2 separate regions of the Mus musculus genome follow, and region 2 is linked to region 1. A link is a contact called in public HiChIP or PLAC-seq data. All regions are on one chromosome and are shown on one strand. The core of a region is the stretch at or near the end of the contact, and the rest is flanking DNA. Distances in the headings are between cores, read along the strand shown. Region 1 has its middle 91 kb from the start of Fam76b. Region 2 has its middle 5.6 kb from the start of Gm51286.

The links. HiChIP or PLAC-seq counts read pairs in DNA pulled down with a chosen protein or histone mark.
Region 2: an H3K4me3 HiChIP or PLAC-seq map of embryonic basal ganglia shows a contact between it and region 1, with 4 times the contacts expected there. The contact joins two enhancer-like sites. A contact is called at or near these places in 1 of 484 Hi-C or Micro-C datasets (nephron progenitors), 5 of 115 datasets of contacts at active chromatin or transcription factors (CD8 T cells, Th17 cells, embryonic basal ganglia and 2 more) and 1 of 9 other capture datasets (embryonic stem cells).

Annotation. Positions count from the first base shown.
Region 1 is chr9:13,916,208-13,921,189 of GRCm38.p6, forward strand. No RefSeq gene overlaps it. Among named protein-coding and RNA genes, the nearest start is that of Fam76b, 91 kb to the left of the region's middle. Within about 2 kb of position 2,799, at least 45 of the 459 cell types and tissues checked have an H3K27ac peak or open chromatin away from gene starts, as enhancers often do. A contact at or near this core is called in embryonic basal ganglia and stem cell-derived neural progenitor cells, where this site is marked.
Region 2 is chr9:14,171,985-14,176,966 of GRCm38.p6, forward strand. No RefSeq gene overlaps it. Among named protein-coding and RNA genes, the nearest start is that of Gm51286, 5.6 kb to the right of the region's middle. Within about 2 kb of position 2,172, at least 185 of the 459 cell types and tissues checked have an H3K27ac peak or open chromatin away from gene starts, as enhancers often do. A contact at or near this core is called in embryonic basal ganglia and stem cell-derived neural progenitor cells, where this site is marked.

The sequences.
Region 1 (4,982 bases), core at 1,549-4,048:
AGAGAAAGGACAGACAGGCTGTCAGTGCTGTCCCTTTGTGCTGAACAGAGGGTGTGAACAGGGCCACTAGAACATGCTCTGGCAGGACTTCTGTCCCCTGAGCTTCCAGCTCAAATTCTGGAGCAGTCTCAGCTCTGCACAGAGTGACAGTGTCCTGGGGAGGGGACCCACGCAGGCTATCAGGGTTTTGTCAGACGTTAAGTTGTTGATGCTGTTTCCGGGATCTGCTAGTTGACAGTCACACCATCCCAACCTGAGCAGCCTGGGCCAAGCTTGCCTTTATTAGAGGCATCAGTAATGTTTGGCTGCTGGTTGATGAATTCTCTTAGTTTCTATTAATTTATCTCTTGCCAAATTGGCTCTTGGTGGAATTTTAAAATGTATTTTTTAAAAAATATACCATGTCCTTTTCCTTCTGAGCAGTGTGCAGTCTGATTAAGGAGAGATTAGAATCTTACAGAGACATAATAGTATGGAACCTACAGTCAAATACTGAATGTTCAAAGCTATTAGAAGTCAGCCAACCTTGTTATTGGAAAGTTTTCATGAGCCTAGCAAGAAGCAAATGTTTTTTTCTACTTAAATGAAGTTAGGCAGTTTAGAAGTCCAATGGGACTCTGTAAAAAGCCAGCCTGGGCACAGGAAGGTGGGTCTGGTTCAGAAAGGGCTTCTGTGATGACCTGCAGCTTCTAAAGGGTGAAAAACGCCTTGTTTCCCTTCTGAGGGGTGTGGCTGTCACAGACCAGGTCCAATGAGTCCACGCACTTCTTCAAAGTTCAGGTGTCCTCTGTGCTTGGGCTGATAACAAAAGGAAACGAAAGTAAAATTACCATCTATTGGCACCGGCACCTAGTGTCTCATAGGGATTTTCAATACAGTGTGCCGCCGTATTTTTACAAAAGTGTTATATGCTACCTGTCACCATTTCCCATTTACAGGGGAAAAATGAAGCTTAGAGGACTTGACTGACTTGCCCCAGTTCAAACGCTAGTCACTAACATTTTTATCTCTGACTCCTGAGTTTGGTCTCTGAAAGCCCAGCTTGGTGGTCCATACCTGTAGCTCCAACACTTGGGGAGTAGAAGCAGAGGATCATGAACTCAAGATCATACTCAGCTACATAGTCAGTTTGAGGCTAGTCTGGGTTATATAAGAGCCTACCTCAACAGATAGCAGACAGACAAACAAGACCGACAGACAGGCAGAAAGCAGGTTGAGTGGGTAAGAGTATCTCTCTTGTACATCATATTCCTATTGCCTGGGCCATGATTTTAGCTACAGGTCACTGCCAACAAATATCAATGGCCATAGGCTTCACAGTCATCATTAGAAAACATCCTTTAACTCCAGTAGAACATGCAGCAAACTGGAACATCCCAGGTATGTTGCAAGCATGGCATGGACACCGAACAGATCTGCCTGCTTTTGTATCCCAGTTACTGACCTTAAACGTGTGCTCCACTATGGCTGACATCAGACTTTAGTTTGTAAATGATATGGATAATTTGGAGCCAGATAAGGATACACAGCATTGTAGATGTACTAAATGCCATTAAACCTTCCTTTAATGAGATGATGTTTATATTTCATACACTTCACCTAAAACAAAGACAGGAGGTAAACAGGTGTTCATTCACTCTGGTCTTTGTTTCAATGTGGTGGTTGTGATGTAATTCCATCCGCTTGAAAATTCTTGCCACATGGAATTTATGATTGAAAATCTTACACTAAAATATCGCCAGGCATTGGTGGCATACACCTTTAATCTCAGCACTTGGGAGGCAGAGGCAGGCGGACTTCTGAGTTCGAAGCCAGCCTGGTCTACAGAGTGAGTTCCAGGACAGCCAGGGCTACCCAGAGAAACCCTGTCTCGAAAAACAAAACTAAACTAAACTAAACTAAACTAAACTAAACTAAACTAAACTATCATAGTCCCTGTGACTTTTAGAGAACCTTGTGATAGCTGGGAGCCCAAGTCCCTGATGTAGACAATCACGATGAACTTGCATTGTTCATACCTGTTCCCAGAGTGAATCGCCCAGTGTCTCTGCTCTGTTATACCCAGATGTACAATCTCTAGTTTCCTTTGTTTGTTTCCTCTCTAGTTTCCTTTCCATGTAACACACACACACACACACACACACACACACACACACACACACACAGAGAGAGAGAGAGAGAGAGAGAGAGAGAGAGAGAGAGAGAATACTTTTTCTGTGGAAGGCTATGATCTATATGACTATATGACTGCTGGAATGAGGAGAGAAAAAGAGAGCCTGTGGTGAGCCATCAGAATACCATGGGTGAAAACTGGTGTATAAAGAAGCCTTGGGTTTGGAAAGCCAGGGTCGGACAATGATGAGCACCATAGTGCAGGTGTCCCAAGTGCTTCAAGACCTTAGCTAAAGCCCATTCATTCTGGTTTATTTAGTCTAGGAGGTTCTTATTTCATTTGCTATCACAGTGGATTTTCAATATGCCTGCAAAATCCAATAAAGACTCTGCTAGCCTCCTGAAAGAAGTATTACGATCTCTGAAGCAGCCCGTCAGACTAGCACCCTTCATTCTCTCACTTGGTGTGTCTGAACAGTATGGGCAGTTTCCTCTCCAAAGTGTCCAGTGAGCAACCTAATTGGCCCTCCACAGACACAATGTTTTGGACTGCTTTTACTCACTCAGGTCAGATTCCCATTCTCTCGTTCAGTACAATAAACTTGCCCAGGAAACTCTCCAACAAGCCCCAACATTGATTCTCTGAGACTTCAATGTAGTGCACTGTGTTGCCCATGGCACCACTGTCTCCATAGCAACCCTCCCAACTAGGCAGCTCGGTCAGAAGACAAATAAAAGCAAAGGAATTGCTGTAATGTCCTCATCATTGTAATCGTTTCTTACTGAGAGGACGTGAGGCTGAAGATTGGCTGTGCTGGGGATAACAGGGGAAGCTTGAGGCCACATCCTTAGAGCCTCACCTGTTGTCTCCGGTCTCTCTTATTTCCTTCATAAGTCTGAACTATTCTGAGCTTACTTGAGTAAATGTTCTGCATACTCAAAAATAAAAGGAACCTTACTAAGAATATAAGAGGACCCCATCCAATAAAGCCCCAGAATTAAAACTGGAAACTGACTGGCTTCATGAGCCCCAGCCAGCCAATCAGACCTCTGTGTCACTTTGCTCAGGAGTGGAAGGAGGTGAGCACTGACTCTGTTGCCGTGAAAGGGTAGATTTCGATGAGACAAGACCTGAATAGTTTTAATTTTCCCAACTTTTAAAAAAATTTTGGCAATAAGCAGAAATCATAACACTACCTTTCATATATATTCACACACTATATTTTAATTATGGTGGCTACTATACCATAAACTTCTTCAAGAAAAAGTTCTTCCACCAAAGAGGAGATCTAAATAAACACATTTCCTGTTTAGTTCTGCCTCCCCTCCCCCTCCAGCAGAGCAATCAGGCATTGGAGACGGGTGCCTGAAAGGGCCCATCTCAGCCTCTGCTCTTCAGACAGCTGATAAAGAAAAGAAATCCTCTTCATGGGGAAATTGTTCAGCAAATATTTGTGGATTGCCTTATATATAAAATACTTACCGTTGTGAATTCAATAGCAAGACAGACACTGCTCCCTGCATCATGGTGCCAAGATTCTTATATTTCAGAAAATGTGCTCTGCTCCACAGCAATGTGTGCGATACATGACTGATAGAGTGCAGATGTGCACACTCAGTGCACAGCAGGCTCACTGACCATTTTAGGCTCAAGCCTCACGGGCAAGCCACGGGGTTCTGGTAAGAACTATGCTCAAGCAGTGCTGAGGGAGCCCAAAAGACCAGACAGTGTGGCATCGGTACTGCTGGCTGCCCCAGAGGGTTCTGCGGTGAATTTTCATCTTCAGATGAAATTACTCTGAGCAAATCTTCATTCCCTCTGACTAAAGTCTCACTGAAGGTTTGAGATGGCTTCCATGAAGCTTGCTTTAAGAGCGTGTATGAGTCGCTGCCCTCAGGCATCTTGGTGTGTAGATGGCCAAACATGATTGACAGGAAATAAGTAACTTGCATGGTTTCAGGGCTAAGCTATAAACACAAGTAGCAAATTGTAGCCCAATTTCAAGACAGCAAGTCACAATTTTCAAATTAGTAAATACAAATTTTTTTGCAGTAGAATTTTTTGGTGTGTGGGTTTTGTCGGGCTTATCTAAACTGTGGTTCAATTGTAGCATTTTCCTTATGTTGATAGTAATTTCAATAATTGCTTATACTGGTGAACTTGAAGTTTTTTCTCACTGTGCTTTCTTTTATTGATCTCAAAGTTTACATATTTTGTATTGTGTGCCATGGAAATATCTTTGTAATTATGATTGTTTTGAATATTTTTATATTTTAATCTTGATGTTAGAATATTTTTCAGAATTATACTAATCTGTAGTTATATGTATATTTACTTTATATTTTCATATGATTGAATTTTGATCTTTGGTAGACCTTTATTTCAACTTGAAGACTCACTTTAGTGCTCTCAGTGAGGCAATTCTAGTTACTTTTGTTTGTTTGGAAAGTCAGCATTTCCCATTTCTTTCTGAAGGACAGCTGGATTCAGTCCAGCATTACTGCTTGGTAGCTTTCTTGTCTTTCAGCAATGTGACCATGACAGCATAGTCCTCTGGATTGCAAAGGTTTTTCTTTTTCTGAGAAATCTCCTCACAGTTCCATAGACATTGCCTTGGAAGGGGAAATCTGCTTTCCTCTGGATTCTTCCACAGCGTTTTCTTGACATTTGATTTTTAACAGCTGAGGTACTGTGTTTTGGTGTAAACTTTTGGCCTTCATGTTTGGAGTTTGTTGGGCATCTTGCATCCAGAAAAGGAGGCGTTCTTTTCCTAGTTATTCCTGTTTACTTTTTCTTGTTTGGGAAAACTGCTAAAACACCAGTCACCATTAGATGATGTCTCAGAGGTCCCTGTGCCTTCTTGACATTT
Region 2 (4,982 bases), core at 922-3,421, 260 kb after region 1:
TGTGTCAGCATGTCTGTGACCACAGTCCCCAGCCTGCATCATCAGAAATGACTAGGAAAGCCAGAAGAGAGGGACAGCAGCTCAGCACCTGTTGCATAGACCACAAAGCTAGACTTCCCAGGGCTGATTGTGGGAGGCATTGAAGGACCCAGACAGAGAAACAGAAGTAAACACACAACTGGGCAGAACTCTGTGTGTGTGTGTGTGTGTGTGTGTGTGTGTGTGTGTGTGTGTGTGTCCCAGTGAGTTTAATTAGGGCTACTCCAGAAGCATGAGTAAGAAGCTACTCACAGGAGTGTGGGCATCTCACCAGTATCTTCACCATTGAAAAAAAAACCTCTTCCTCCCTCTGCAATCCTTAACTACACAGAGTATCAAAGAGAGGTGGAGCCTTCTGAGCCCCTCCCCCTGAGCTCTGCCTTTCTGACCCACAGTCTATTGATTGGATCTCTCAGGGAAACCCGCCATCCAGCCCCGGAGGAGTCATTCACTGTTCGTTCAATAACTCTTTATTGTATAATTGCTATATGCTAGACATTATTCTAAACATTTGAAAACATCACAATAAAGCAGCAGGCACCGTCCTTTTCGTCACACAGCTCATCTCCCTTTTGAAGAAGTCCAGACAGGAAATAGACATTAGCTGAAATAACTTCAGGTGGGGAACTTGGCTTGAAGACCACTACACAAGAGAATGTGGGAGAAAATGGCAGACAAGGGTGACACAAACCTTTCTTCAGACAACACAGGGCAGATGGGGTCACTTGGACAGCGGTGTAAGGTCAAGGCTCTCTGCACAGCCCTAAGCAGGCCCATGCTGGTGTTAAAGTGATCGCTTCTTTCCCTCGAGTCTCCAAAGCAGGAGGCAGCATGCCTTTGGCACTGTCGTCTTTCTTGGGTTCTCCACTACGACTGAAACTGTTGTAGAACCTGCTTTCCAATTTGTCTTTGTACCCATTTGACACATACTCTGTGTGCCCCATGTGTACTAAGCTACCCTCACGGAACAAGAGACAGTATAGAAACTGGGACCTGACCATGGCCACGTGGGCCACACAATGAATTCAAGTTCTGCACCAAGAGCAGGTTGCATATTTAACTCTGATTGCATTTGGATTAAATGTAAACTCTGGATTATTTATAATGGCCAATATAGAGAAACAACCCAAATACTCGTTAAAAAACAGGTGAAGAGGGAAAATATGGGGGAAATGTATATCTGTGGTAACAAGGTATCAAACCTTCTTAAGGCACAGAAGAGAAACTGTGATCTCAAGAGCTGGTGGGCAACAGCTGGTCCAGCCAGGCAGACACAGGACGAGCAGCAGCCTACAGGTGTAAGGAGACGGGCGTGGCTATAGCAACTGCCTGGCGAACAGATTAAATCTGGTTATTAGAATATCCTTGCCACTTTATGCTTACTGCTCCCAAGGCTCGGGAGGAAGGTAAGGAGCTCACAGGAATGGGAATAAAAGCAGCTTTCTTCCAAAGCTTCAAATGCACCTATGATCTTTCCTAACAAACTTTTTTTTTTTTTTTCATTTTGTGCAGCAAAGCAAGTCATGTCCATGGAAGCATGAAAATCTGTGTTTCGGCGCGCGCAGCCAGGCTCTCCGCGCCGCAGGCGTGATGGTTCTTTGTTTTAAGAAAACATCTGTATTTTAGCTGGGTAGCAGGTTTTGAGCGGAGGTCTAAAAGAGCCATCTTCGAGGATGATCCAGTCCAGACCGGAATCAAAGAGGGAGCTGGGTGAAACGAAAGCGCTGGCAGGCCTCTAGCCAGCACTCTCTGCTCCACTCTCTGCTCCTGTGCAGGACTTTGGTCACTGGTCCTCTGGCATCTCTTGCTCCTCCTCTCCCCAGCAAGGGTGCCAATGCCTAGAAGTGCTGCAGCGTGCCGGGACTCTAACTTGCTGGAGTTACAGTGAACCAGCAAGGGCACCTGGCCCTCTCTGGCCCAGGATTCTCCCCTTGCAAATCTCTAAGCTCAAGCCAGGAAAGAACACCACCACGTTTTTCTTGGCTTTTTATGGGGTGTTGATCCAAGGATCTGTTTTTACATTTGAATGTGGCAGTTAACTGTAGCATAATAGATTGCAGACCTTAGAGAAAAGATTGCCTGGAGGCTGCTGCAGAGAAGAGAGGGCTGGCTGTACAGAACTGCACTGTCAGCTGGTTCTAGCTGGGCACTCAGCCACCACGCCTTTATTTTTAAAGGAGTCATTGACCTTCCACAGGCCTGTATTAAAGTGGGGTGCGGGGAGGATGCTGCCAGGCACGGTGGGATTGGAAGAGACCTCTCAGAGTCTGGGAAGCTTTGGGGTTTTTTTAGTCTGTTTACTGTCATGGAAATTCTGAGTGTGACTTAGAGGCCTCTCTGGCTTCGAGCCAGGTGGAAAGGTTTCACAGGGTGGGGTGGGGGTGGGTGGATAAAAGCAGGGATTCAACTGGGAAAAGACCAGAGTGGAAAAGCAGCTGTCTTGGCTCAGCCCCTAGAAGGATGCAAAGGACCAGTACCCAGTGTGAAGACAGGAGATGAATGAGACCCTGCAAGGTGAAGGACCCTGTACCACTGTCAGAGGGCACCAGGCTTGGTCAACTGCTGAGAACCTGTTAGAAACTGATTGCGGTGTGGGTGGGCTTGATAAACACACCTCTGTTCATTCATTCATTCATTCATTCATTCATTCATCCATTCATTCATCCATTCTGCAAACAGTCTCTAGAACCTACTGTGTTTGAGACACACTGTGTTCACAGAGGTGACAAACACTTTCTAGGCCTCCCACTCCATGGGACAGTTCAGCAAACACAGCTGCTCTGAATGATGTAGGTGGAAAGGGACCAGAGCTACTCTGGGAAGGGAAAAGAGACAAGTCTCAGATCCTCAGTGCGCATGCCCTCTTCAGAGCACCCAGGTTCATTACCTCAACCAGGAGTGGGATTGCTACTAATCTTGTGCTGAGGAGTCAAGTGAGTTAGTGTCTTCCCTGAAATTGCTGTCAACTGCAAAAGACACATAGGCTGTGAGTGTCCCTTCACTTGTGAGTATTGCTTTTTAAGGAGCTTCCATTGAGACCTCTGACAAAGGCAGTGGTGCCCTGCCAGAGGAAGCAGGCTGGGAAGGGACTTGCAGAAGACTGGCTTCCTAGAAACACAGATGTCACTAAGGTAGGCAGGCTGCTAGCCCTGAGCTTTAAGGCATTCTGGAACTGAAATGGAGGTGGAAACCATCTGGCAGGATAGGAAACTGAAAGTTCACGGCTCAGCCACCACAGCCTTGCTTCCCTGGCCTGTCTAGGCTCCCCACAAGCATGGACTTGTTTTCTGTTAAGATCTCTGGAGTGTGTGTGTGTGTGTGTGTGTGTGTGTGTGTGTATTTGTGTGTGTGCATGTGCATGCTCGTGCACGCTCATGCACCTATTTTATTAACAGCCTGAAGAGAAATAGCACGTGGCAGCTTGGTGAGCTAAAGAGGTCAGAGAACAGATGCAAAGTGAAGGGGCAGCTATGGAGCTGCTCCTGGCTGGCTGCCAGAGCCACTACTATTTTTTTTTTTCTGGCCAATAATCGTAGTGCTTGAAGATGATGAATACCTTTAGAGTTGCAGGGGCGGGGGGCTGGCTCCTTGGACAGCTTATTAACAGCAACACTGACAAACGGGATGGTAGGGGTGAACTTGATATCCCCTAGTGTGCGGGCAGCACAGTAATGTCGTGCTGTGGTTCTTTAGTTCAGCGAGCCTGAGAATTTGAAGATGTTCTGAACATGACCCTCCCACCACTCCTCCCCATAACTCAGACGAAGCACCAGAGAAAAAGCAAGCCACTGTATCAACTGTGTGGAGTTTCAGCTTTCTTGTTTGCTTGTGTGACTTCAGGCTTTCCTTATGGAGATAAGCAGAGCTCTGACTACATCAGGCAACTTGAGGTTTTATGTATACCAGAATAAATATATTTCCCAGCTGTCTTTTTTTTTTTTGTCTTAGAAAACACAGTCTTATAGAACATTGAGCAACTTAGAACAGGGTTTAGTCTGATCTCAACAATCATTCAGGGAATTTCAAATTAAAACGACATTGAGATTCTGTCTTATTCCAGTTAGAGTGGCTGGTGTCGAGAAAACTGACAACATCTGGGGAAGATGTGAGGAGAGGGCAGCTCTAATTCACTGCTGTCAGGAATGCAAACTGGTGCAATCATTAGGAAAATCACTAGGAAGTTTCTAATTAAAATATGATCCAGCAATACCACTCCTGGGCATAGACCCAAAGGACTCCACATACTACCACAAAGAGATCTGCACACCAGGCTTCGTGCTGCTGGATTCACAATAGCAAGGAGATGGGATCAGCCATCAACAGAGGACGAGATGACGAAAATATACACATACACAGTGGGGTTGTATTCAGCTGCACTGGAGGTGAGATGAAAATCTGGGGAAACTTAATGGAAATGAAAAGGACTATACTGAGGTGACTCAGCCTCAAAAACGACAAGAACCACATTCTCTCTCATATGCTAAGCCTAGTCTGACACGTGTATGTAAGTGTGTGTAAAGCACACACACACACACACACACACACACACACACACAAAACCTAGGAAGGAGATGAAGACAGGATCAAAAAGATGCTGAAGAGGGGGATCAGAGCAAATGGACCCATGACATCAAAGTGGGTCGGAGGTTATGGGAAGAGGCTACGGTTTGGGGGAGGGGAGTGGGGGGGAGGATGAGTGGGAGAAGAATCTACTAATACCAATTCTGCTTGGAACACTACAATGACTACTCTTACTATGTATGTAAAGTTTTAATTACACACACACACACACACACCAGAAGGATCATTATACAAGGCAGGGCAAAACACAAGGGCAAATGTTAAGGGCTTACGTTTGGCTGGCTGGACCCTTATCACAGTATATTCTAGTTTCTGCTTGGAGACAGTAACCCCACAGAAGGAAAAGAGAGCAGGAAGATAAG